Linked DNA regions of Mus musculus: regions 2, 3, 4, 5, 6 and 7 are each linked to region 1. The links are chromatin contacts, called in public HiChIP or PLAC-seq and promoter capture Hi-C maps. All regions are on one chromosome and are shown on one strand. The core of a region is the stretch at or near the end of the contact, and the rest is flanking DNA. Distances in the headings are between cores, read along the strand shown.

Evidence for each region. Promoter capture Hi-C pulls out the DNA fragments that hold promoters and counts their contacts. HiChIP or PLAC-seq counts read pairs in DNA pulled down with a chosen protein or histone mark. Capture Hi-C pulls out chosen DNA fragments and counts their contacts.
Region 2: a FOXA1 HiChIP or PLAC-seq map of pancreatic cancer cells shows a contact between it and region 1. The contact joins the promoter of Srebf2 here to the promoter of Atf4 in region 1. A contact is called at or near these places in 1 of 39 promoter capture datasets (liver), 1 of 484 Hi-C or Micro-C datasets (uterus) and 3 of 115 datasets of contacts at active chromatin or transcription factors (embryonic stem cells, microglia and pancreatic cancer cells).
Region 3: a promoter capture Hi-C map of liver shows a contact between it and region 1, with 3 times the contacts expected there. The contact joins the promoter of Kctd17 here to the promoter of Atf4 in region 1. A contact is called at or near these places in 2 of 39 promoter capture datasets (both in liver) and 1 of 115 datasets of contacts at active chromatin or transcription factors (pancreatic cancer cells).
Region 4: a promoter capture Hi-C map of liver shows a contact between it and region 1, with 3 times the contacts expected there. The contact joins the promoter of Snu13 here to the promoter of Atf4 in region 1. A contact is called at or near these places in 1 of 39 promoter capture datasets (pre-B cells) and 2 of 9 other capture datasets (adipose tissue and liver).
Region 5: a contact with region 1 is called in a promoter capture Hi-C map of pre-B cells, with 4 times the contacts expected there. The contact joins the promoter of Pmm1 here to the promoter of Atf4 in region 1. A contact is called at or near these places in 1 of 39 promoter capture datasets (pre-B cells) and 1 of 9 other capture datasets (liver).
Region 6: a contact with region 1 is called in a promoter capture Hi-C map of liver, with 6 times the contacts expected there. The contact joins the promoter of Cdc42ep1 here to the promoter of Atf4 in region 1. A contact is called at or near these places in 2 of 39 promoter capture datasets (embryonic stem cells and liver).
Region 7: a promoter capture Hi-C map of pre-B cells shows a contact between it and region 1, with 5 times the contacts expected there. The contact joins the promoter of L3mbtl2 here to the promoter of Atf4 in region 1. A contact is called at or near these places in 2 of 39 promoter capture datasets (the C10 cell line and pre-B cells) and 1 of 9 other capture datasets (liver).

The regions. Positions count from the first base shown.
Region 1 is chr15:80,253,672-80,257,175 of GRCm38.p6, reverse strand. It overlaps Atf4 (activating transcription factor 4), which reads right to left and starts at 1,992. Exons shown (of 3, transcript NM_009716.3): 1 at 1,491-1,992; 2 at 655-969; 3 at 1-542. The coding sequence starts at 877.
Region 2 is chr15:82,145,541-82,149,044 of GRCm38.p6, reverse strand. Srebf2 (sterol regulatory element binding factor 2) reads right to left here and starts at 1,776. Exons shown (of 19, transcript NM_033218.1): 1 at 1,555-1,776. The coding sequence starts at 1,642.
Region 3 is chr15:78,426,682-78,430,185 of GRCm38.p6, reverse strand. Kctd17 (potassium channel tetramerisation domain containing 17) reads right to left here and starts at 1,622. Exons shown (of 8, transcript NM_001289671.1): 1 at 1,319-1,622; 2 at 36-144. The coding sequence starts at 1,528.
Region 4 is chr15:82,046,054-82,049,557 of GRCm38.p6, reverse strand. It overlaps Snu13 (SNU13 homolog, small nuclear ribonucleoprotein (U4/U6.U5)), which reads left to right and starts at 1,960. Exons shown (of 3, transcript NM_011482.4): 1 at 1,960-2,071. The coding sequence starts at 2,069.
Region 5 is chr15:81,959,015-81,962,518 of GRCm38.p6, reverse strand. It overlaps Pmm1 (phosphomannomutase 1), which reads left to right and starts at 1,589. Exons shown (of 8, transcript NM_013872.4): 1 at 1,589-1,804. The coding sequence starts at 1,718.
Region 6 is chr15:78,841,100-78,844,603 of GRCm38.p6, reverse strand. Cdc42ep1 (CDC42 effector protein (Rho GTPase binding) 1) reads right to left here and starts at 1,957. Exons shown (of 3, transcript NM_027219.3): 1 at 1,879-1,957.
Region 7 is chr15:81,661,914-81,665,417 of GRCm38.p6, reverse strand. It overlaps L3mbtl2 (L3MBTL2 polycomb repressive complex 1 subunit), which reads right to left and starts at 1,529. Exons shown (of 17, transcript NM_145993.5): 1 at 1,394-1,529. The coding sequence starts at 1,417.

The sequences.
Region 1 (3,504 bases), core at 743-3,242:
AGGAGACCCACGGGAACCACCTGGAGAAGGCAGATTGTCTGGTGGGGCCCTGGAGGTGGAGGGGCTATGCTGGGGAGAGCCCAGGTAGGACTCTGGGCTCATACAGATGCCACTGTCATTGTCAGAGGGAGTGTCTTCCTCCTTTACACATGGAGGGATTAGAGTAATGTAAGCAGCAGAGTCAGGCTTCCTGTCTCCTTCAGAGATATCAACTTCACTGCCTAGCTCTAAACTAAAGGAATGCTCTGGAGTGGAAGACAGAACCCCTGGGGAACAGGGGAAAGGCTGCAAGAATGTAAAGGGGGCAACCTGGTCGACTTTTATTAAACTTTCTGGGAGATGGCCAATTGGGTTCACTGTCTGAGGGGGCTCCTTATTAGTCTCTTGGACTAGAGGGGCAAAAAGATCACATGTGTCATCCAACGTGGTCAAGAGCTCATCTGGCATGGTTTCCAGGTCATCCATTCGAAACAGAGCATCGAAGTCAAACTCTTTCAGATCCATTTTCTCCAACATCCAATCTGTCCCGGAAAAGGCATCCTCTGGGAAAAGAAATTCAGGTGTGAACGGTTCATGTCATATTCGGGAGGCAGAAAGCCATTAGAACACCAGATCCATATGAAAAGGGCACACCAGGACAGCCGTCCTACTCACCCTTGCCGGTGTCTGAGGCACTGGCCAAGCCATCATCCATAGCCGGCCATTCCGAGGAGCCCGCCTTGTCGCTGGAGAACCCATGAGGTTTCAAGTGCTTGGCCACCTCCAGATAGTCATCTAAGAGACCTAGGCTTTCTTCAGCCCCCAAACCCGACTGGTCGAAGGGGGACATCAAGTCCCCCGCCAACACTTCGCTGTTCAGGAAGCTCATCTCGGTCATGTTGTGGGGCTTTGCTGGATTCGAGGAATGTGCTTAACTCGAAGGTATCTTTGTCCGTTACAGCAACACTGCTGCTGGATTTCGTGAAGAGCCTGGATGGGGACCCAAAAGCAAGTCCAGTCATCTTTCTATCTAAGATGCCGGATGGCCAAATCCCAGAAGCGTCTACAGGGAGAGCACGCGGGCCCAAGGCCATTGTGTAAGCCTCCCCGGCCGCCAGCTCGGGTTGCACAAGATGGAGGCTTAGCTTTGCTTCACCGGCCACCCAGAGGAAGCAGCTTGTCCTCGCGTCCTAATACGGCCAAGGCCGCCGCGCCCCGCCCCCGTGACTCACACCCCCGCCCCACCGCCATCTTGGGCATCGCCACGTTCGCAGGATGACACGGGGACCCCGGTGAGCCCGAGATGATTAAGCTAAGACAGGACGAAGGGGCAGCAGTAGCGCTTTAGACACTCCTCCGCCCAGCTCTGCCCGGGAGCGCCGGCGTCGCAGGCAACGCAAACAAGGCCGACGCGTCCGGCCGCTTGTAAAACCGCGTGTGCCGGCCACCGCGCCCGGGCCGCACCCAACCACAGCGAGGCCCCCGCCCTCCGCGGCCGGCCCCATACTCACGCCATGGCTTAGGCCGGTGGGGGTTGCCGCTGCAGAGCCTGGTGCTGCTGCCGCCGCTGCAAAGGCCAACGCTGCCGCAGGCACTGCTGCCTCTAATACGCCATGGTGGCCGCAAGCCCTGCGGGAGGGGAAGAGGAAAGGGACACCCGAGCACACAACTTAAACCGGCAGACAGCAAGCAGAAATGGCGGCGGCACGCCCTAAACCCGCCCTTTATAGCCTCGGCCAGGGACGCAGCACACCGCGTATCCTCCCACTGTGGTCACGTGATCCTACCGCAGCGCCACCAAACCGCCTCTCACTGACGCCCTCGCCCGCCCCAACCCTTCTCCGCTGTGCTCGGGGGGTAACTGTGGCGTTAGAGATCGTCCTAAAGGCCCCATGAGAGAAAAGTGCACTACTTTATAGGTTGACGACCAGCCGCGGTCTGGTTCCGGAGCGCGGAGGGATCGCTCGTTGACGAATTTCCGGTGTCTTACAAGGCGGGGTGGGACACCTAGCCAAAGCTCTGACGGTCAAAGCCGAAGCTGCCAGGTTATCACGCGAGACGCCGTCGGAGCGCGCGTCGAGCTGATTGGCCCAGGCGTGGCGAGTCACCTAAACCTCAAGTTCCTATTGGCTCTGCACCTGGGCGCTCTAGGATCAGGGGTCTGCGTGGAAAGGGAGGAGCCACCAGAGGTTCCGGGCGCCAGACTGTCACACCTGCCATCTCTTGTCAGATGTGATCCATGTGTATTTGCTCTCTCCGGCATCGCTCCGCACCGAGCAAACAGCTTCCAGGCGTGACCTTTGGGCTGGAAGCCATCTTTTCATGTATTTGTTGTTTCCAGAACCGAGTGGGCAGGCTTCAGGCATGTGGAGAGACCCTTCTGAGTTAGCTGGTCCAAACCTTCAGCTTCCTGTCAGTCCTGGGACAGGGACGGCACTTGGAGGCAGGGCGTTCGTGTTGGGGTCTTCTTGGGAGATATTCCGGTTCCTCCAGTTCAGCGATTTCCCCTGAACCGGGGAAACATGCCTAACCTCAGGTCTAACCTCCTATGCCCATCCTCCCATCATAGAGGCCCTCACTGCCGGTTTGTATAGGGTCAGTTCCCTTAAGATCAGGTTTATTCAGTTGGCTCTCAAGCCTTAACTTCCAGGTATCACCTTCCCAAGAAGTCATCCTGATGAGTGAGCCTGCCGCCTAAGTGATCGGGAGCCCCAGGTACTGGTCAAGGCCTCACCATAAAGGATGCTGTTTTGAGAGTGCTGAGAGGCTCTTTCCAACTCCAGCCTGGAAATCTTAAAAAGAGTTTCCACTTCTGTTTAAGTGACTCACACAAATACCACTCAACTGGCACAGTGCCTGCCACTTACTGCTCAGTGATTATTTGCAAGCCTTGTACAACCCAACCCTAGCGCTCGGGTACCATAGTTCAAGGTCGTCCTTGATTATATGATTGATTGCTATTTATTAATTCGAACCTAACTCTCCAGTCCCTATATCCCTAACTCCATCCTCCTTCCTCAGAGGAGCCTTTATTATTGTTTACTGAGACGGAACCAACCATAAAACACGAGGCCTACATAATGAGATGTTTTTATACCCAAAGAAGTCACAAGTGCATGTGCACACATACAGAAGTTACCTAGTCTTTCCATGCAAAAGCAACAAAAGGGTAACTATGTCCTCTCTTTGCTCTGGAAACCAAAACAGCAGCCACACTGCTACATTAAGTGGACATCCCTTACAAGTTTCTGTCCCCTAAGCATAATGTACCCTGCAAACCATGGTTTTTAACCTATGCTGAGTTCCTAACTCTATGATGTATGCCCACCCCTTGCTTTGCTAAACTCCTGAACCTGTGATACATGACTGCCTTTTGCTATACAAAAACGTGCCTCCCCAGAAACCTTCCACGTGGTGTAAGCTTGCACTTCTTTTTCTGGCCTCCTTTCTAACAGCCAATTATCCTAGCAGCTGTTTTCTATCACATGTATCTACCCTGCAGGCAGCCTGGAGTCCCCCCACTCT
Region 2 (3,504 bases), core at 527-3,026, 1.9 Mb before region 1:
CTAGGGAACCCTGGGTATGCTAATGAACAGCGCTGGGCTTCAGTCCCAACAACGGTGAGGGGAGATGGCCAGTCTGACATCCATCTTTATCTGACAGGGCTGTGATAAGTATTGGGAACCTGTGTGAGTGCTTAACACTTTTATCTTGTACCTGGGTGCTCAAAACACTTTAGCCACTCCCACGTTCCAAGGAGTAACCCCTCCCATTCGTTAACCTATCTTAGTGTTTAGCGATCCTTGGTGGAAGAATCTGTGGTTAAAAGTGGAACTTCCAATACACGGGCTTGTCACACTGTCTGGATGACCAAAATGAGAAGTAAGGGCGAACCCTAAGGGAAAAATGCTACAAAATGCTACAAAAGCAAAACAGGCACCTGGCCAACACCTTCTTTAAACAACTGTTGTCACTCCTTTCTCCACGAGAGAACCTTCTACCTGCTTCTTCGCCTGCGAAGCGAGGATGTGGCCATCACATCTGCCTGCAAGGTTCTAGATTCTAGGTGTAGTAACATTCCATAAACTGAGTCACTGCCTAGGAGTTCTGGACTCTCTAAAGTAAGTGACCTTAAACGACACCTCCGGCAAAACTGAGCGATACCCAATTCAGCGGGATTGAATAAATGAACTAACGCAAAGTATTTGGGACTGAGAACTTCAGAAGAGCCCTGACTACTGAGAATGACTTAATTACTAGCCTATTTTTCTTAAAGGTGGAGTGGAAAGAAACTAATAGTGGCTCAGAAACAGAAAGAACTGGGCTTTGTTAACCAGCATGATGACCGCGGGCAAGTCTGGGACCCTCTCCAAACCTTCCTTCCCGTGGCTGAAAAGTGAGAGAATTTTAAGAGAGGTTCCCTGGGCTCCTACCAGTTCTTCCACTTCGCTGTTAAGGCCGCCGAAACAAAGGCCACCAGCTCCCTAGTCTGTACCCGAGGGGCCACAACTCAAAATTCTTGCTGCTCAACTCCCTTTGCAGTGCGACAGCAGGAGCGCCCGGGTCTCCATCCAAGGCCGCCGCACTCTGCGGTCTCTGTCCACTCCATCAGTAACTTGCTTTTTGCAGCTGTTGCCCAAAGTTTTCCAGAGCGCCCGCAGACCCGGCTGTCAGTCAATCCCGAAAAGAGCGGGGGCGTGGGGGAGCCGAGCCCGGGAGCGCAGTCCGGGAAATCCCGAAGCCGCTCCAGTGGCCAGGCAGGGAGTGACAGGTGCGACGCGGGACGCCGGCGAAGACCGGACAAACCAGAGCGCGTGTGGGCGCGCGAGGGAGGCAGCCGCCTCGCTTTCTCCTCTGGCGGCACTCGCGACGCCCCCAGCCCCGCTTCGGGCCCCGCGGCGCCCACGACTCCTCAGCCACCGGGAGCCCTGCGTCACGACCCGGGCTCAGACTCTGGAGCCAGAAGAACTGGGAACCTCCCGGGCAGCCCGGCCCCCGCGGGTTCCTTCCCGCGCACGCCGGGGCGATCGCGGGGTGGGCGCACGCGCACCCGCGAGCGCCGCCGTAACCCCTTCCTCCCCGCGCGCCCCCCGCACTCCCACCCAGCCGCCGCCACTCACCGTCGATGTCCCCGAGAGTCAGCTCATCGCCCAGCTCCGTGAGGGTCTCCATGGTCTCCAGAACGCCCAGCTCGCTGCTCTCATCCATCGCCCAGCTTGGCGCAGAGTCCCCCGTGAGGTCCAGCTCAGGGAGACGCGGAGGCGGTACCGCCGCCACCGCCCATGACACCCGACAGCCCCCACCTGGTACCGCCTCACCGCCCCGTGCCAACCGCCGCCATGTTTGAGCTGCGCCCCGACTCCACGGAAGGGGCGGGGCAGAATTCCCCCGCCCCGGGCCGCGCCCACTGCAGCCCCGCCCCGAGCCTCCGCACCCCCAAGTTTGTTGTCAATGGGACCAGGCTTGCATTAGCCAATCGGCGCGCGAAGCGGCTCATGGGGTGATGGTGCGTCATCGATCAGCAGCTCAGATTTGCATAGCGGGACTCCGCCCCTCACGGCATCCAAGCGCCAGCGGAGAGTAGCCGCCGGGTCCTCGTCCCAGCCTTCTTCTGGCTTAAAGGAGCCGCTACTTTTCCGTTGGATCAGCTCCAGGAGCAACTTTGTCGAGAGCCCGGAAATAGAAGGGTTAACGCACCGCTGTCCGGCGCTACCTTCTACCACCGCCCCCTTTACTCTAGGAGCACATTACGTCATCTCCCCAGTTGCCTCTTCCCTCCCCCTAGCTCTGGGTAGAATCATAGTACCCTAACATTCTGGGATAGGCTATCCAGACCCTAAGTCACACTTATCCCATCCGAGACTTAACAGGGTCTTGAGATCACCTGAGTATTGTGAACATTTTACAACTGGCCCTCAATTTTGGGAAACCTCGATCATTCTAAGGCCTTCAGACAAGGTCATTTGTTCAATGGTCTCTCCAGGTGAGGCCCCACTCCTGCAGTCACCTCACTGCATCATCTTACAGGTAGTCGGTCACACTGCACACAAAGGTGCACGCTTCCAAGAACTTATCCGAAGAAACAAAAAGATTAGTGTTCCGAGGAATGCTATTAAGTACATGTATTCAAAGACATTCATCACAAAGTTCTCTAACGGGAAAACAGTAACACAGTAAGGCATCAGGTACATAAATTACCTCCAAACAGTAGAATATCAGGGCATCGTTAAAAAAAAGAAATGCTGGAATGGACATCTGAGAAAGGACCTAAGTGTATACTGAGAGGAAGAAGGTTTTCATGGCATACATAGGAAGAGCTTCTTGTGAGTCTGAGGCAGTTGTTCTTAGGGGGTCAGAGCTGAAGGCTCTGTGGGGAGACCTGCATATCCAATAAGCCACTTCCTGCTCCTGGGCTGGCTAAGCAACTGTTTGCTGATAAGCCTGGTTTGTCATCTTTAAAACAGCACAAGACCACAGTTGTCATTGTCACATTTATTTGATTTCCGTGGCAAGCAAACAGCTCTTAACTTCTGGGATGAAGTGTTCCAGCAGGCTCTGAGGGGGAAAGGGTCTCCAGTGAAGGTATTGCAGCTCTGAGAGGGAAAAAGATCCTGGCAATCAGGCGCCTGGGAATACCCACAAAGTCACATCACAACAAGTCTCACAGGAGAGATTTACTGGGAGAGGCGCCTCTGCTGGGGGACAAGAAATAGCAAAGAACTGAGCAAGAGACAGGGTTTCTAGGTGGGGTTGGGGAAGCTGTCCAGAGTGGCCTGAATTTTTTTTGTGTGTGTGAAACCTTGCCTCAAAAAAACAAAACAAAATCAAATCACTAAACAACAAAAACAAAACAAAACACACACACACACACACACAAGACAGACTAGCCAAGGAAAAGTAAAGATAAGATGAGACTAACAAGGGGCTGGATATCACGACTCTGGCCTGGGGCCAGCAAGATGGTTCAGTGCGGTGCTTTTGGCTAAGCCTGCTGACCTGAAATCAACCCCTGGGACTCACATAGGTGGAGAGACCTGATTCTCAGAAGTTCTCTGACCTTCATGTGTGTG
Region 3 (3,504 bases), core at 373-2,872, 1.8 Mb after region 1:
GTAGAGACCCAGACCAGCGCAATGGACCAACTCACCCTCCTCGGCCATGTCCTTGTCCAGCACCAATTTTCCATGCCTGAGGAAATTCAGGATGGGCCCGAAGTAGGTGGGGTCACGGTCAATGAGGTAGGCCCCGGTCTCATCCTGTGGAGGAGATGACCACAGGAAGTGAGGGGTGTGCAAGCTTCCCCAAGCCAGCCACCCCCACCCCTCCTAACACACACACACACACACACACATACACACATACACACACACACACATAAACTCAAGTCACCACAGGCTGGCTGGAAGAATGGCTACAGGGAGAGAGGAAGCAGGAAGAAAGCAGTAAGGATCTGGGTTCGAACCCTGCCTCTGCCTTTTCCAGGCTGTGTGACCTTGAGCCAATCATCTGGCCTCTGGAGCGTTGCTTCTTTCTCCCATAGTCAGAGGATTAGATGTGAGTATAGAGGGTGACCGGATTCCTGAGTGGCCCCTTACCTCTCTCTCAGCACAGGACCCAGTGAATTTCCCTCTTAGGAAAGTTTCCCTCTTGGAGGCTGTGTACCGCGCCCACCCCCACCCCCAGCCAACCCCACTATTCACTAGATGTTTGCAAGTTTCCAAAGAAGCTGCACTCTGATTGGACAAGTGCAGCCTGCAGGGAGGACTGGGATCTGGACAACCCAGCACAGAAGACGGAGACATCAAGGGACAGGGGACTCACCCAAGGGCACAGTGTAAGAGGGCCACAGAATGGGGGACAGGGGACTTTGACAAGCCAACTCCAGAGGCCTTGCACACTAGGAGGCCAAAGTCAGAGAGCAGGGAAGTTCCCCTCTCCTCCCGATTCCTCCCTGGTCATTTGGGAATTTGGCAGGAGAGCAGGGTGAGCCCACAAGTGATAGCTCCAAAGCCAGTGCTCTTCCCTACATTAAGCCCAGCTCCAAGACACCCAGGCCTCCTCCATCTAGTTCCTTGTACCCTTCAGCTGCCCACACCCTAAGGGCGGGGAGAAGCAGCCGCATCAACTCCTTTAAGAGTCAGCCAGGGCAGTAAGGCAGGCCCGGTTTGTTGGTCCCTCCCCAGCGCTCCACAGTAAGGAAGCGTCCCGGATCTGGGGCAGCTCTCCAAAGCTCTAAATGGCTGCGGCCTGTGCTGTCCCGTTGCCACGGCAATGGGTATAGCTATTCCTCTCGGCTCCTCTTCCTCCCCCTCCTCCTGCCTCGGCTCCCCGCCTCAGAATCCTAGGAAAGCCAGAGGCCGAGGGACGCGCAGGCGGGACAGCCCGGGAGCGCGGGGCCAGGACCCCCCTGTCAGCGGGCTCAGGGCTCACCCTGTCCGATTGAAGCTCTTCGCCCTGACACAGGCGGCTGAGGAAGGACTTCTGCTCCCGACACAGCGTCTGGCGGGTGGTCAGGAACACCGTGCCCCCCACGTTCAGCCGCACCCACTTGCCCCAGCCGCCCCCGGGGCGGCCGCCCGCCCCCACCGGTGGCGCTGCCTCCCCGGCCTCCATCCTCATCGCCGGCCGCGTTGTCTGCATCCTTCCCTCCGCACGCCGCGGGCGAGTACCAGGTGCAGGGCATGCCGGGAGCTGTAGTCTGGAGCCAGGGCTGGGATGCTCTGCGCTTGTCCTGGTGTTGCTCGGACAGCACGTCCCGCCCCACATTGCCTTTCTTGGTGATCTATCATCTGGTCTCTCCGTGTGGCCAGACTGCTTGGTTTGCAGAAGGCCCTGCGAAAACAGTGATTTCCTCATTGGCTATCCCCCCCCATTTGTTCTGCTTTGTACGGGGGCCCCAGCTGAGGAATACCTGACCTGAGAAGAACTTTCTTCCTCCAGAAATTCCTATATTTACCTGAACCTACTTTTAAAAATAGGCGCACGCGCCTGTGTGTGAGCATGTGCGTGTGTGCATATGCGTGCATGAGCCACATCAGCAGTGTTTCTTTTTTGTCCCGTGTGTGGCAAAGACCACGGGGATGAGGTATAGTCACCACCTCTTCCTAAATTCTTTGAGGATATGTAGTTGGGCTTAGGGCTGGCTGAACGTTTCTGTGTGCCAGAAGCTGTGTGAGCATACATATGACTCCTTTAAGCTTCCTGCATCCCTGCCGGGTTGCTCTGGATGCCAGTCTTGGTCTAGTCTGAATGCTACGGAGTCTGCTTAAAGAGTGAACGTTCAGAAGATGAAGTTCAGGTACTGGCTTCTCTGGTGCCACTTGGCTTCCATATGTGCTTGACCTGAAGCTTGGAGATGAGGCATGGATCGGCTCTACAAAGTGGGGAAGGGGAGTTTTAGAATAGCCCCCTCCCCCATGATGCTGAGATGCCCAGGCCCCCCAGATGCCTTTCCTTGATGGGAGTGTGGGGTGTGCAGCAGGACTGGGGAGGCTCCAAAGCTCTCAGCAAAGGAGGAATGGGCTTAGGGTTTGGAAATGGTCACTCTAGCATTGGCATTCAAGGTGATTGCTGGGCTAGCAGAATGGAGAGGAAACAGGGGAGGGGGAGGATCCTGTTTGGGGGACATGGTCACTGCTGTTCTCACCCCACTGTTCAGTGAGTTCCTGAGGACAGTTGTTCCTTTTAGGACAACACAGCAGGTACAAAAAGACCTGACTTAGGGATGGCCTAGTTTCACTTTCTGTTGATGTAATATTAACATCCTGCCAAAAGCTAACGTAGGAAGAAAATGGTTTATTTGGCTCATAATTCCATATGAGCTCTTTGCTATAGGGAAGTCTAGGTTCCAGGACCTCGAGGCAGCTAGCCACATCCACAATCAAGAGCAGAGAGAGAACAAATGTATGCTTGTACTCAGCTCACTGTCTCCACTCTTACACCGTCCTGGGCTGAAGCCTAGGGAATGGTGTCTCCCACAGTGGGCTGTGTCTTCCCACATCAATTAATGTAATCAAGACAATCTCCTACAGTCATGCCCACCTGATTCAGACAATTCATCACTAGCTCTCTTCACAGGTGATTCTAAACTGTGTCAAGCTGACCCATCACTGGGGAGGTGAGAGGGGCAAACCCCTTGCAAAGGATGGAGGTCAGATCTTCCTCCTTCGGGCTGCACATATACCTGTGATGTCCTCCAGGCAGGGCCCTGTTATAAGTACCTGGCCACAGACACCAAAAGCATCCATCAGAGATAAGTTCATTGAGCACCGTGCTCTCAAGACCACACTCTTGGTGTGCCATCGCGATCAGGGTGATGACGGCAGCCACCAGGACAGCAGGTACTGTTCACTGAGAGCTTTCCTGGTTCAAGTGGTGCCCACACATGGGCCGTCCTCATTCCGGGACTCTCAGATATGGATCCTACTTTTCCATGCCTCTCTTACAGTAGATAAAAGGAGGCTCAGGGACTGTGGGACAGTGCTGGGAGAGGCTATGGAGAGCAGAGTCAACCTCAAAGCCTTGCCTCACTGACTCGGAAGCTGTCCCTCCTTCCTATGGCAACACCACAGGTGAGGAGACCACAGTCCACACAGCCGGTCCAAGCAGGCCAGTGG
Region 4 (3,504 bases), core at 711-3,210, 1.8 Mb before region 1:
GACGGAGACAGAGGGAGAGAGAGAGAGAGACTTCCTTTGGTATTGGAACCACTGGTAAGGTATCCATGCTACCATAAGCACCCCTTAATGAAACCCATTGGGTCATAATAAAGAAAAGCATGCATGGTAGAACAAGCCTGGAATCCCAGCACTCAGGCAGCAGAGGCAGAGGCAGGTGGATCTCTGAGTTCAAGGCCAGCCTGGACTACAGAGTGAGTTCCAGGACAATCAGGGCTACACAAAGAAATCCTGTCTCAGAAAAAGAAAGGAGAGGAGAGGAGGGGAGGGGAGGGGAGAGGAGGGGTTTCTTTTGAAACAGGGTTTTTCTGTCACCACTGCCAGGCGAACTAAATTATCTACTCAGTCCCCAGAAATTCTTTTATCCCACTCACTCCCTTTTGAAACTGGGCTCTTTCATGTTCTTCCGTGAATTTGTGTTGACACCCCACTACATTTTGGAAACAGGGTTTCTCTGTGTAGCCCTGGCTGTCCTGGAACTTACTCTGTAGACCAGGCTGGCCTTGAACTCACAGAGATCTGCCTGCCTCTGCCACCCAAGTGCTGGGATCAAAGGCATGCGCCACCATTGCCCTGATCAATATTCTTAAAAAGTGTCTCTTATGTGTGATTGTTTGCCTGCATGCAAGTCTGTGCATCACAGTGCCCATGGATGCTAGAAGAGGCAGTTGAATCTTTCTGTAACTGGAGTCACAAGTGTTGTCAGTTGCCATGTGGGTGTTGGGAATTGAACCCATATCCTATAGAAGAGCAGCCAGTGTGCTGAACCAGGGAGGCATCTCGCCAGTCTCTAGAAATGTTCCCTCCTGTTGGCAGTTTGAATCCATGTGGTTGCCTGACCCCCAATGCTAAAAATCTCAAGGTCCGGTTTTAGCTTTGCCACTGTTTGATTCCTGACAGTGGGCAGGCTTCCCTTCTTTACACTTTGTTCTCATCTGTAAAAATGAGGAACTATTTTGTAAGGCTCTTAAAGGTCCTCCCAGTTCTCAGCTCTACAGTTGTGACACAATGAGCTGAAATTGGCTCTAATGGTGGGGTCTGGGCTAGATCCAAATAGCCCCAAGATGTGTTTGGCATCATGTTGGAAAAGACTGAGAAGCCACGAGGATCACGGAAGAGCTCATGGGAGGGAGCGCTAGACTTGAGTTTATCCTTTCATAACGAAGTTTTGGTGCATCACTAAGAAAGGGGCAAGATGCTCAGAAGAAGGAAGCAGGTGTCCTACATAATTACTCCAAACACAACCTCCCTGTCATTCACTAACTAGCCCCCTAGTCCAATGGCTCTTGACCTACCCATTGCTGCAGCTCTTTAATACAGTTCATGTTGTGGTGACCCCCAACCATAAAATTACTTTCGTTGCTACTTCATAACTGTAATCTTGCTACTGTTATGAATCGTGTCTTCCGATGGTCTTCGGCGGCCCCTGGGAAAGGGTCTTTTGACACACACTCCCCAAGAGACTCACAACCACTGCATTATTCCAGCTAATTGTAGAAATCAACCTCCGCCTGAGAGGATGGTTTTGAAAAGGGTACACTATGTACTCAGAAAAAAAAAAAAAAAAAAAAAAAAAAAAAAAGCCTGGCGTGGTGGCGCATGCCTTTAATCCCTGCACTTGGGAGGCAGAGGCAGGTGGATTTCTGAGTTCGAGGGCAGCCTGGTCTACAAAGCGAGTTCCAGGACAGCCAGGGCTGCACAGAGAAACCCTGTCTCGAAAAAAAAAAAAAAGCCTGGTTATGAAATGGCAACCCTCACAACCCGTTGTACTAGTGTGCCACTTCCCGAGTGGTTTATTCACAATCTTTTGCCGATCCTAACTAGAACGCTAATAAAATCTGAAAAAACGCATCTCCCACATCCAAAGATGACTTCAGCACTCTCTTCTTCCGGGAAGGGGGCGGGACGCCGTCATTGCGCGCGCTCTGTGGCGTCACTTCCGCTTCCTGCCGCTTCTGAAGTGATTTCCGCTCCTTTTTCCTGCGCGGCGTTTCAGTCCCTCTTGAGTTGGGCTGTCGTCGAGTCGCGGCGAGACCGGCGCACCGCAGCCATGGTGAGTGAGCGCGGCGGGCCGCAAGCACGGGGAGCGCGGGCCGCGGGCCCTGTTCGCTGCGTCTTGGGGGAGGTGGAGCGCGTGCGACATGTCGCCCGCCCCGAGATGGCCGACCTCCAGGCCCGGGGCTGGAACTCCGGCGGCCCGCGAGGTCGTTCCTGGGGCGGCGGAGTGGAGATCCCGGGCAGCTGAGGTCCCAGGTCGCTGCGGCCCGGTGGGCTTTGCAGCCGTGGGCGTGCCCAGAGGCCGCGGCGAGGGGACAGGCATGGCGCAGCGTGGGAAAATGAGCGCCCCACGTGGGATGGTGAACGCGTGTGGAAGCCCGTCTGTTCTCCTTCTCGTTTTCTTTCTCTTTTCTTTTTAAACACTGGGGGATGAGGTGAAATCCCGGGATGCGAGGCACTCACTACCCACGTCTTCTCCACTCCCGGGGTTGAGGAAGGGGATCGCCGTGGGGTCCGCAGCCAGGGTCTGTCGGGAACTAAGACTTAGGGAATTCGGGGGCGCTTTTTGGTTTAGTTTGTTTTTAGGGGCTCATGGAGCCCTGGTTGGCCTTGGAACTCTGTAAACTAAGCTGGCCTTGAGCTCTCAAGAGATCTGCCTCACCAGTGCTGGGATTAAAGGCGCGTACCATCGCGCCCTCCGGACTAGGTAACCACCACCACCCCACCCTCGCCTCCTTTTTTAAATTTGGGGTCACATGGAATGTGAAGGAAGCTCAGGAAAGGCTCCCACCATGAGAGCGACCGACGCCTTCAGAAATCCGTGGTCCTGGTAGCCCCACGTGGGATGATAGCGTTTGAGCGTCTCCACTTTGTGATGGTGTACAGGGCTCCGTTTGGCTGAGCCCTTTCAGGCCTGGTGCGATTTCATCCAGCCCTTGGGTGGTCGGCTTTGTTTTCGTGCTCCCACCCCTGAGGTTTAGCAACTACTGACCGAGTCTAGAGTTTGAGAGAGAGAGAGTGGCTGAGCCAGTGTTGAACCAGGGAAGAGTTTTGAAGTGCGGTGCTCTTGGTGAACTCTGCAGCAGTTTGTCTAGGCTGGGAAGTGGGGACAACGGGTCGCTTGTAGCAGGCGGAGTACAAACATGCATCGCTTAAGGACGGGCGAGTTCTGGCTTTGGACATGAGATCTCCCTGCCTTGGCCGGCCTCCAGAATGCTGGGCTTACAGGTGTGTGCCACTACACCAAGGCTGGTCAGTCATCATTCTTGGATCCTCCTGATTAGACCAGGAGGCTGCTGCCATAGCAGATGTACTGCTTGCAGTAACGTTTCTCTAATACACAAAACCAGGAAATATAGACTAGTAACAGAGCAGTAACATCAAACACTACATAATTCGATGTACCACCGATTACAACTATCCTACAGTTGATGAGTTTACAACATTAATAAGGTGTTTAGCTAGAACTTAAGGCTGCTAGTATCACTG
Region 5 (3,504 bases), core at 340-2,839, 1.7 Mb before region 1:
TTCAAGGCCAGCCTGGTCTAAAAAGTGAGTTCTAGGACAGCCAGGGCTATACAGAGAAACTCTGTCTCTGTCTCAAAAAAAAAAAAAAAAAAAAAAAAGAAAGAATGACAGAAAGGGGGCAGCTACAGTGTACTTACATATAATCAATAAATAAATCTTTTTAAAAATGACAAAAAGATATAGAAAGGGGCTGGAGAGATGGCTCAGCGGTTAAGAGCACTGCTGCTCTTCCGAAGGTCCTGAGTTCAAATCCCAGCAACCACATGGTGGCTCACAACCATCTGATGACCATTTCTGGTATGTCTGAAGACAGCTACAGTGTACTCATATAAGTAAATAAACCTTTTTTAAAAAAGGTACTTCTGAACATCTCTGAACACCATGATTCTCTCTCACTTGCTTATTCTGTCTGTCTGTCTGTCTTTATTTCTCTCTCCCTCTCATGTTCCCACTCCATTTCCCCAATAAACCTTGCCCTAGATCTGTTCCTGGCATGATGTCTTTTTTTTTTTTTTTTTGGTTTTGGTTTTTTAGAGACAGGGTTTCTCTGTGTAGTCCTGGCTGTCCTGGAACTCACTTTGTAGACCAGGCTGGCCTCGAAATCAGAAATCCGCCTGCCTCTGCCTCCTGAGTGCTGATATTAAAGGCGTGCTCCACTTATTACTCTTACTGAGGACCTGAGTTCAATTCTCAGCACCCATACTGGGCAGCTTACAACTGCTTGTACCTCCAGAACTAGGAATCTGAAGCTTTCTTCTGGCCTCCTGCAGAGGATCAGGGATTTGACACCCAGCACCTACAAGGAAGCTCACAACTGTGGGTAATTCCAGGTCCAGAGGATCTGACACTCACTTCCATCCTGACTTAGGTGGGCTCCTGCATGTACTTAGTGCACATCACCCCAGGCACACACGACAAAATAACACAACAAAAAAGACTCGCATAAAAGCTTACAAGTTAGAGATTTATGGCATATTGGCCCTTAGTAGGTTACTTTTGATTGGAAAAAAAAAAAAAGCAACAAACATTTCTCACAGTAGGTAAAAGCCATCATGGGATATTTTTCTCTTTTCTTCCTTCTCTCTCTCCCCCTCCCTTTTTTTGTTGTTTGTTTTGTTTTAAAAAATAGGGTCTTATCCAAGGCTGTCAAGGCTACAAAGGGAAACTCTTGTTTTGAAAAAACAAAACAAAACAGAGTATGTAGCCCTGGCTGGCCCGGAACTTGTTTTGTAGATAAGGGCCTCTGCCTCAGAAGGGCTGGATCACAGGTGAGCCAGCACGCCGGGTTCTCCCTGAGACTTCAAGCTCAAGATGACAAGGCAATACCTTCGTCCTACTAACCTTGGGAATCACAAGCAGAAGGCTCTGAGTCCCGCCCTTGCCCCCCAACCCCCCCCCCCCCCCACCGTAGGGAGCGCCCTGAGATCAACCTCAACCCGCTGGCCCGACACTGTCTTCCGGTTCAACCCCTTTTCCCGCCGGTTCCTATCTCCGTCGGGTACGAGGACTCTGACCCCGCCTACTGCCACGCCCCTCAATCCTAGGTGCCTGTACTCTTCTTTCGGCGCCGCAGGCCCCGCCCCCTCGCGGGAGGGCCGATGGCCACTGCTCCTCCCCGTGCTGCGCAGCTGGCCCCGCCCCGGCCCCGCCCGGCCTCTGTCGCACGCGACCCTGGCGGTGGCTGCAGCGACAGCGCTTGGCGCGCGGAGCTACAGCCATGGCAGTCGCCGTCGAGGGCGCCCGCAGGAAAGAGCGCATCCTCTGCCTGTTTGACGTGGACGGGACCCTCACGCCAGCTCGCCAGGTAAGGGCCTCGAGGTTCCAAAGCTCCCGCCCAGAGTCACGCCGGCATCCGTGACCCAGCGTGAAGCCGTCACTGCCATGTCAACGCAGACACCTGCGCGACCCTGTCGGAAACGTGGAGTGCAGTGGTACCGGCTCCTGTCACCGAGGAGATGGGACCCAGGCCCTCTCGGCCTTCCAGGCCTCAGCGCTCCCCGCGCGGGTTGGCATCCACGTTCCTGCCGGGAGCGCAGATGCTGTATCCAGCCTCCGGGAGGAGCGTCTATGGGCGATAGGGCGGGTATCCCCAGTTCCAGGCTTGCACAGGCCCAGGCTGGGCTCTGGGGTGGTCTTACCCCATTTTAGCCCTAGGATGCACAACTAGTCCGTCCTCAAGCTAGCGTGAGAACGCGGCGTTCCAGGCAGAGCTCCGTGCGCTTCTAAGCCCACGGTCGCCCTCTACTGAGGGCAAGGAAGATCTCTGAGTCTTTGCACTCTGGCGTCCATAGGCCTAAAACTGGGTTTAGCTCCTTAAGCCTCTTAGGATGTTTGTTTACCTTCCACCTGGAGTTGGAGGGAAAGAGAGCTGCTTTTCTGATGAGTTTTGGTTTTTGTTATTGGTATCCTTTTGGTTCCACCCATGTGAAGGTGAAAGGCCCCAGGGCTAGTCTGTTTACAATAGAAGCACTGTAAAAAATGGGAGTGCATTCTCCTGTCTGCACTTTATAGTTCACCCTCCAGTCTTTAGCCATACCTAGTTTTTCTCCCTTCGAGTCATCCTGGGTCGTTCTCACCCATCCTTCTACCTTTGGGATCACCGGGATGATCAGAGCAGAAATGGGGGTGGGGGGCCGAGCTACTGGGCAGAAGCCCGTGTGAACCTAAGTCTTAGCTTCCTGGTAGGCCTTCCACTCTCCAGAAGGAATCGGGCATCTTTCTTTCCATCCAGCAGAGGTGGATCAGGAAGATGCAGGATTGGAAAGGAGGTGGTCTAGCCTAGGCATGCCTGATCCTTGTGCTGCACTGACTTGGCAAGGCCTGAACAAGAACCGCCTGTCAATTTGTCTACTACTAGACAGACTTAATGCTTACTAGAAAAGCTTAATGCTTTTTTTTTTCTTCTTCTTTTTTCTTGTTTTGGTTTTTTTGAGACAGGGTTTCTCTGTATAGCCCTGGCTGCCCTGGAACTCACTCTGTAGACCAGGCTGGCCTCGAACTCAGAAATCTGCCTGCCTCTGCCTCCCAAGTGCTGGGATTAAAAGCATCCGCCACCACTGCCCTGCAGTTTAATGCTTTCCAAAGCTAATTTTTAATTATACATGTAAGTAATGAAAACTTTAAAGGCTAAAGACCACTTCGAACCTCGCCAGTATCCCAGGCCCAGCCCCCATCCTCGAGGTAGTATACTGGAGCCCCTTTATCTCAATTGCTTTGCCCACAGCACATACTAGACATGATTTTGTGAGGCTCTGTTTCTGACTTGGCATTATCCTGCTTATGGTATCCTGCAAGTTCCTTTAGACCATAAACAGCATGCTTTAAGACCTTGCCCCGTTGGAAGCACAGATCTGGCTTTATCTGTGCCCTGGTCTGGTAATGTTTCCAAGGAAGTATGTGTCACTGTCTGGCAGATAAGCATAAGAGTTGCTTGCAGCCAGTATTTCACTATTACAAACCATACCCCAAGGAGCAGAGAAGCTGAAATGCTAGTGGACAGGGGAT
Region 6 (3,504 bases), core at 708-3,207, 1.4 Mb after region 1:
GCACCTCTAGATAGCATCCTCTACACCCATCTACTGAGGCAGAGCATCCTGGCTCAACTTCAGCTACTGTTTCTGTCTTCACATGGAGAAAGCAGGTCTAAGAGCCTCTGCCAGAGAAGGGAGGAGGGGGTAGAAGATGGAGAAACTTCTCCCATCCTGGAGTGGGGCAGGCCTGGGTTCAAATCCAACATTTCATGAGTAAGGGACATATTTCATTCCAGCCACCTACCTACCCCGTGGTGCTAACCACAGACAGTTGCTGGCCTTTAGGTCGGTCGCTCTGCCTGACCCGGATCTAAGGTACTGGAACCTTTCGTGTCTCAAAGGCCCAGGCAATCGCCCCTGTAAAGGTTCCCGGCTCCCATTTTACATGGGGGTTGGGGGAAGAGACCCAGATCACAGAACAAAAACAGCGTGAACCCTGGAGCTGACATTTTACCAACACTGGCAGAATGGCCTTGCCCTCTGAGAGAAGGTGGTAGCTAAGGAGAAGCTAGCATGAGAGGAACGGGACTCAGGCTCTGCACTTCGGCATCCGGGACCAGGGCATGAGTGGCCACAGTGAGGCTTAGTACCCCCACAGAACTCTTATATTTACTGTGCAATGGTCTGGGCACGTGGCCAGGGCTCCCTCAGTAGTAATGACCACAGGGACAAGTTTTGGGGCATTGGCCGGCTCCACTCACTCAGAGGCCAACGGGGTGGATGTGGAGGCAAGGAAGTGGGGTAAGAGAAGCCACTCCGATGGTGGGGAAAGAGAGGGAGCAGAGCAGAAGAGCAGAAGCGCTGCTCCTTGGAGTACCCAGACACACCCTCAGGCAGGTGTGCAGAGCCCCACCTCCCGGACAGCCTGCTGGGGGCGCCGGAGGGGAAGTGTGGGTACAGTGGCTCTTTGATAGATAGCAACACTGAAACCGCGGGATTTTGTTGCTTCCTATTTTCCCCAATTTGTGACATTTGAGATTAGAAGTCCTCCAGGGACATCCCCTCAAAGTCCAGCACTTTGGGGTGGAAGACAGGGAAACTAAGACAAACTGCCCAGAGTCACTGTCCCAGATCAGACTTCTCTGAACTTCGTTGAGCCGGTAGGACAGAAGGGAACCACTGGAAAGTGGGAGGAAAGACGTGTGTGTTGTTGAAAAGGTCTTGCTATATATCTCCCAGGCTGACCTCGAAATTGTGACCGTCCTGCCTCAGTTTCCCAAGTGGTGGCGGTATTAAATTGTGTGTGACACTACCGACTAAGACGTCTTCTTGCCCCAGCACCCCAAGTTAAAGCTAGGCAGTCCCCCCCTCCACCGCTGTGCTCTCTCAGCCTCAGTTTCCCAGTGTAGAAAAACGGCCTTCAAACTTGGCGAGTTGGGACAAGGGCACAATCAGTTGGGATGGGAAGTCCAGGAAAAACTTCAACCAGGAAACATTCCCTTCTGGGAACCTCATAAGAGAGACTTTGGGAGAGTCTCTCGCTCCCGTCCGGCGCGGGCAGAGGGCAGCGGCTGCCGTGGCCAGAAGGGAACCGGACGGGATGACCTCATCCGCTGCTCCAGCCTGGAATGCAGCTGGGGAGGGGGCAGGGTGCCCTGTCCCCATCGTCCGTCCCCCCCACCCCCCAGCTTCCCGCTCCCGCGCTGGCGTCGCCGAGAGGCCCTGGGGTCCCTTCCCTTCCGCTGCCCGCGCAGGAACGCGGCAGACGGCCCTGGGCACCTCTGCTCGCGTCCCAGTATACTGCGTTACCCTTCGGTTTTGGTGCCCTGAGCCGTCCCGCAACGTGACAAAACCACCCGAGAAGTCTGAACTTTCCAGCCTCCTACGGATTGGCCCCGCGCACCCTCCGCGCCCAGGACTGTACGCACTCCCCCGGCCCGCGCCCACGATTACCTCGTGTCGTCGAGCCCGGGGGGTCCAGGGGCGGGCGCGGCGGCGGCGCGTCCCAGCGCTACCCGAGAGTCGCTGGGCCGGTCTGCGCCGCCCTGGCCGCGGGCTCGGCCGCCAGATCCCGGGGCGGGGGCGGGCTGCGGGCTCCCTCCGCCCCTGCTCCGCCCGCGGCGGCCGCGCCCCCTCCCGGGCTGGCTGGCCACGCCGCGAGCGCTGCAGTGGCGCGGCAGGGATGCCAAGCCAGGCCAGGCCCCTGCCCACCACCCCTAGGCGGGGCGACCTCGGGAATGTTCGCTCTGTCTTGAGCCCGGACTGCCTGGAGGAGGCCACTGGGACTCTTTGCTGCCCACTGCTCCTTAGATGACCTCGGGGAGTCCAGGATTGACAGCCCTGTCCTGGGCCTCCAGCCTTTCCTTGCTGGGGCGGGAGGAACTGACCAGAAGACTCGCTGGAATTTTTTTCTTTCTTTCTTTCTTTCTTTCTTTCTTTCTTTCTTTCTTTCTTTCTTTCTTTCTTTCTTTCTTTTTTTTTTAAATGTGGGGCATTCACTCTTTCCCATTTTCTCCATTCCCCATTCCTGGCAACCCAATACAAGCCCCGTCGGGTGCCAGCAGAATATTTAGCTGCTCTGGGGAAGAGGCCTTTACAGCTGACCACTATGTAGAGGGGTGTAGGGTAACCTGTGATAATCTCATGGACCCTTAAGCTGGGATGGCCCTTGTTCCTCCTTGCCTTTCAAGTGTCTCAGTTTCCCCATGGGGCCGGAGACAGGGCTCAGCAGTTAAGAGTGCTTTATGCTCTTCCAGAGGATGGAAGTTCTGTTCCCAGAAACACACACACACACACACACACACACACACACACACACACACATACCCCTACTATAGTGGAGTTATCAAAGCAGACATCAGATATTACATTATCTTCTGTTCTCCGCTCTAACAACTAAGAGAGTTGCTGAACAGGTAAATGAGGTCACACCTTAGAAACCTTTAGTGAGGCCCCCACTACTTCAAAGAAGGCACAAAGCCAGCCATGCTCAAGAAGACAGATCCTAGGCCCCTCCATCCGTGTACCCTCTGATTTTTCTGTGACGACAGACAGACAGGAATCCTGGGGGCTGTGTGTGGCAGTACATGTCCCTAAGGTAGTCTGGGAGTGGGGTATTGAGCAAGGTTCCCTAAAGGAGCAGGAAGCCAGGTTAAGTTTTAAATAGAGATGCAGAGGGCCTAGGAAGTTCACACTGGACAGACTGTGGGCAAAGGCTTTGAGCTCAGAGGCAGGGATGGAGCTGGGCGGTACTGTCCCTGCAGGGGTGAGGAGCCCTAAGGACCGAGGGGGACAGGACAGGACAAGCTCTTACTCCTCCCTCACAGAATGCTGTGCTTCAGGGTTGGCACTCTAAACCCTCACGCTAGCCGACAGGGGGTGGATCATTTTTTCCCAGATGGACAGATGGAGAAACTGAGGCCCAGAGAACACCAGTGGCAGGCAGAGAAGACTGAGATACAGCAGTTCCAGATCTTTCCCCCCAGGGCCACCCAGGGAAATTGGGGACAGTGTCCCAAAGACTCAGAGGCACAGAAACTCATGGAACACTGTGGGAGAGAACTGGGCCGGGCAGGGCCT
Region 7 (3,504 bases), core at 280-2,779, 1.4 Mb before region 1:
TAAGTGCAAGCTGTGGTTGGTTTGAGCCTCTGCTCAGCACCAAGACCCCTCATACTGGTAGCTTGGGTACAGAGCAAAATTCCAATTTCAAAGAACAGCATCTATTGAAAAGATACTGTTTCCACACCACTATCAGGTCAAAAAACGCTGCCAGGGATCAGAGATCTACACAATAATGTGGAAATATCCTAAGCACCTCAAAAAATTTTTACTGGGCTAGAAGGCATTTGAAACTCTTTCTTCCCTCTTCTGTATATGTACATCCAAATGATCTCAACTCAGAAACAAATTTAAGACTGCCAGGCCCTCTTGCTGCTGCCTAGACCACTGCTCCTTGCAATGTATCCAATAAACCTGTTTTCTTCCTTAAAGGAAAACAGGGAAAAGAAAAAAAGACTGAGAAAATTGAGACCCAGGCTATCCCAAGGAGGCTTTGAGTCAGATGACTAATTGTATGGTGGTATGGACCACAGCCGTGAGTTGAGCTCTGATTGAAATCAGCTACTGATCCTGGGGCAAGTCACTTAAGGTCTGTGGGACAATTTTCTCATCCACGACAGCTGTTGGCTCACAGAATGTGAGGTAGCGATGAAATGCTACATAAAAACGTACCTAGCTTGTAATAGGAAAAAACGTGCCTAGCTTGTTGGGCAAGACAGAGGTAAAGAGAATGACGCTTTGGGCCAAGGTTCAAATACGATCTCTAGTGCTTCCTAGCTGTACGATGCACAGCGAGTCAAATGCACTGCCTCGGTTTCCACCAAATAAAGACAACACCACTATTTAATAATATTTTGGGAAGGGATGATAAACGTAAAACACTCAACAGTGCTCAATAAAGCTTAGCAATTATTACCGCTAGGAAACGGCAAGAGACTTCAAATGCAAGGTGCGGTGGGTCACCGGCTGCGGTACCACGGAAAAAGCGTAACGCAGTTTTGGAAACTGACGTACTTGGTGACAACCTCTTGCACTTTGCAGCTGTGTCGACCCAGAGGGCTGTTTTAATCCCTCCCTAAAGAAGATGGCTGTGAGCGTACGGGGAGACCAGCACGTGAACGCTCCCAGCGTGGAGTAGGAATCAACTCCGATCTTCCTCCCTTCACTTCCCGCGTGGAAGGGACAGGCCGCACGATCCTAAAGCTCAGAACCATGAAACCAAGACAAAGTTCAGAGCCCAGTTTCCCTGCCCCTGGCTAGGGAGGCGTTGCCATCCTTCCTTCGTCACCAGACCAAAAGGAACCTCGGGGGCCTCTGGCCGAGGCTAAGCTCCGTACCTCAGTTTACCAATCCTGCAACTGTCCACCACTAAGACATCGCTAAAACGGCGCGTCCGCCGAGCGAGGCGTTTGGGGCTCCCCTTCCCGCTTGGGCTGAGCCCTTTCCCTCTTACCTCAGTGCCCCGCGGTTTCTCCATGATACCAAATTCAATTCCCTCAACCGTCACCAGGTGCAGGAAGCCATATTGCCCTCGCCGCTCTCCGAGAGTGTGCTCATTGGCTGCTGCGCCCGAGCTGCGGGCCAATCATGCCGCAGGAAATAGGAAGCCGGTTCCGCGCTCGCCCGCGCCCCGCCTCCATTAAGGAGGGGCTGGGTAGCCGTGAGGATTAGGGGAGTTGTAGTTTTCTCCTGGGTGCACGAAAAGGGTCGTTGCCTTAGTAATGCGAAATCTCCTGAAGGGTACTTCTAGGGTTTTGTTGTTGTTTTTTCAGAGACAGGGTTTCTCTGTATAGTCCTGGCTGTCCTAGAACTCACTCTGTAGACCAGGCTGGCCTCGAACTCAGAAATCCGCCTGCCTCTGCCTCCCAAGTGCTGGGATTAAAGGCATGCGCCACCACGCCCGGCGGGTTTTTTTGTTTTTTGTTTTTGTCCTTTCTTAGTCAAATTTCAAACCATCTGAGCACAAGGGATTGGACGTGCCAGCCCCCCCCCCACACACACAAAAATTCGCACTCTCCCCAGGGGCCCCAGACAAAAATTCACACTCTCCCCAGGTAGGAAGTAAAGGTGCTCTTGGACAGGAATGCCTAGCAGAAATGCCTAATCCCTCTTTCAATTCAGACAGGAACAGGAATATTCTTAAACTCTATGTCCGTCTGCTCGCTGGGGCTTATGAGATGGTTTAGTAGGTGAAGGATCTTGTTCCATGAGCCTTTCTACCTGAGTTCAAATCTCTGAGCCACAACATAAACCTGGAAGTCAAAAAGCTACTCACAAAGTTGTCCTGACCTTTGTGTCACGCACATAAAACAAACACACAAGCTAAATAAATAAATGGGGAAAAAAAAGCCTTGGACTGGAGAAATGGTTCAGTGGTTACTGGCCACTTTTCCAGAGGTACCAGGTTTGATTCCCAGAACCCAGAACAACTCACAAAATTCTATAAACCCAGTTATAGTGGATCCTACTTTCTCTTCTGGCCTCTGATGACGCCAAGCACTAACATGGTCCATACATATGCATTCAGCAAAACCCCCATATCCACAAATAAATTATACGGATAGATGTTATAACCTTAAATCTAGGAGAGATGACTCAGCCTGTAAGTGAGTACAGCCAGAGCATGGAAAGCTGAGTTTTGCCCCCCAGTGCATGACAGAGCATGCCTGTGATCCCAGCACTAGGTAAGCAGACACAGAAGGATTCCCATGGCCTGCTGACCAGCCAGCAGCGATACAGTGGATAGCAAGAGATTGAAGAAGACACCTGAAGTCAACGCTTTTGCCAACTGGAGTATACATGTGGATTGAGTCCCCTATAGAACTACTCCTTCCCATCCTGGGTTCTCAGGAATTGTATGGCCTTACAAGCATCTAAAGTTCAGACAGGTCTGGATTAGTTTACTTATCCTACGTGAGGGCTCCCAGACCCACTCCCAGCTCCCTGCCTCTCTGCGTTGCTTTTTATTTTTAAATTTTTATTTATTTACTTTTTTAATGTGTTATAGGAGTTTTGCTTGCACGTATGACTGTGCACCATATGTGTGGCCAGTGCCAACAAAAGCCAGAAAAGGGTGTGGGATATCATGGAACTGGAGTAACACGGTGGTTATGAGCTGCCATGAAAGTGCTGGGACCGAACCTGGTTCTCTGAAAGAGCAGCCAATGAGCTTAAAAACTGAGCCCTCTCTCCAGCTTGTTTTTATTGTTTCTATTGTTTTGATTTTTTTTTTTTTTTTGAGACAGGTTCTCTGTAGCTGGATTGGCCTTGGACTCAAAGAGATCCTCCTGCCTCTGCCTTCCAAGTGAGTGCTGGAATTAAAGTCAGGCATCTTCATTCCTGAGTTTGTTACTGTTTTTTTTTCCCCCTTTAAAGCTTTTGAATACAGTCTGTGCCACCCTCATCTTCCTCCCTGTGGAGCCGTTGACTGGAGTGTGGTTGACCTACCAGGAGCCACACCTTAAAGAAAACTGACTCTCCCCCCAAAGTCTGTCTACTGCCCTAGTGCCTCATCTAGGGGGAGGAACTCACAACCCCCTTCCCACCCTGTGCTGGGTGTTGACT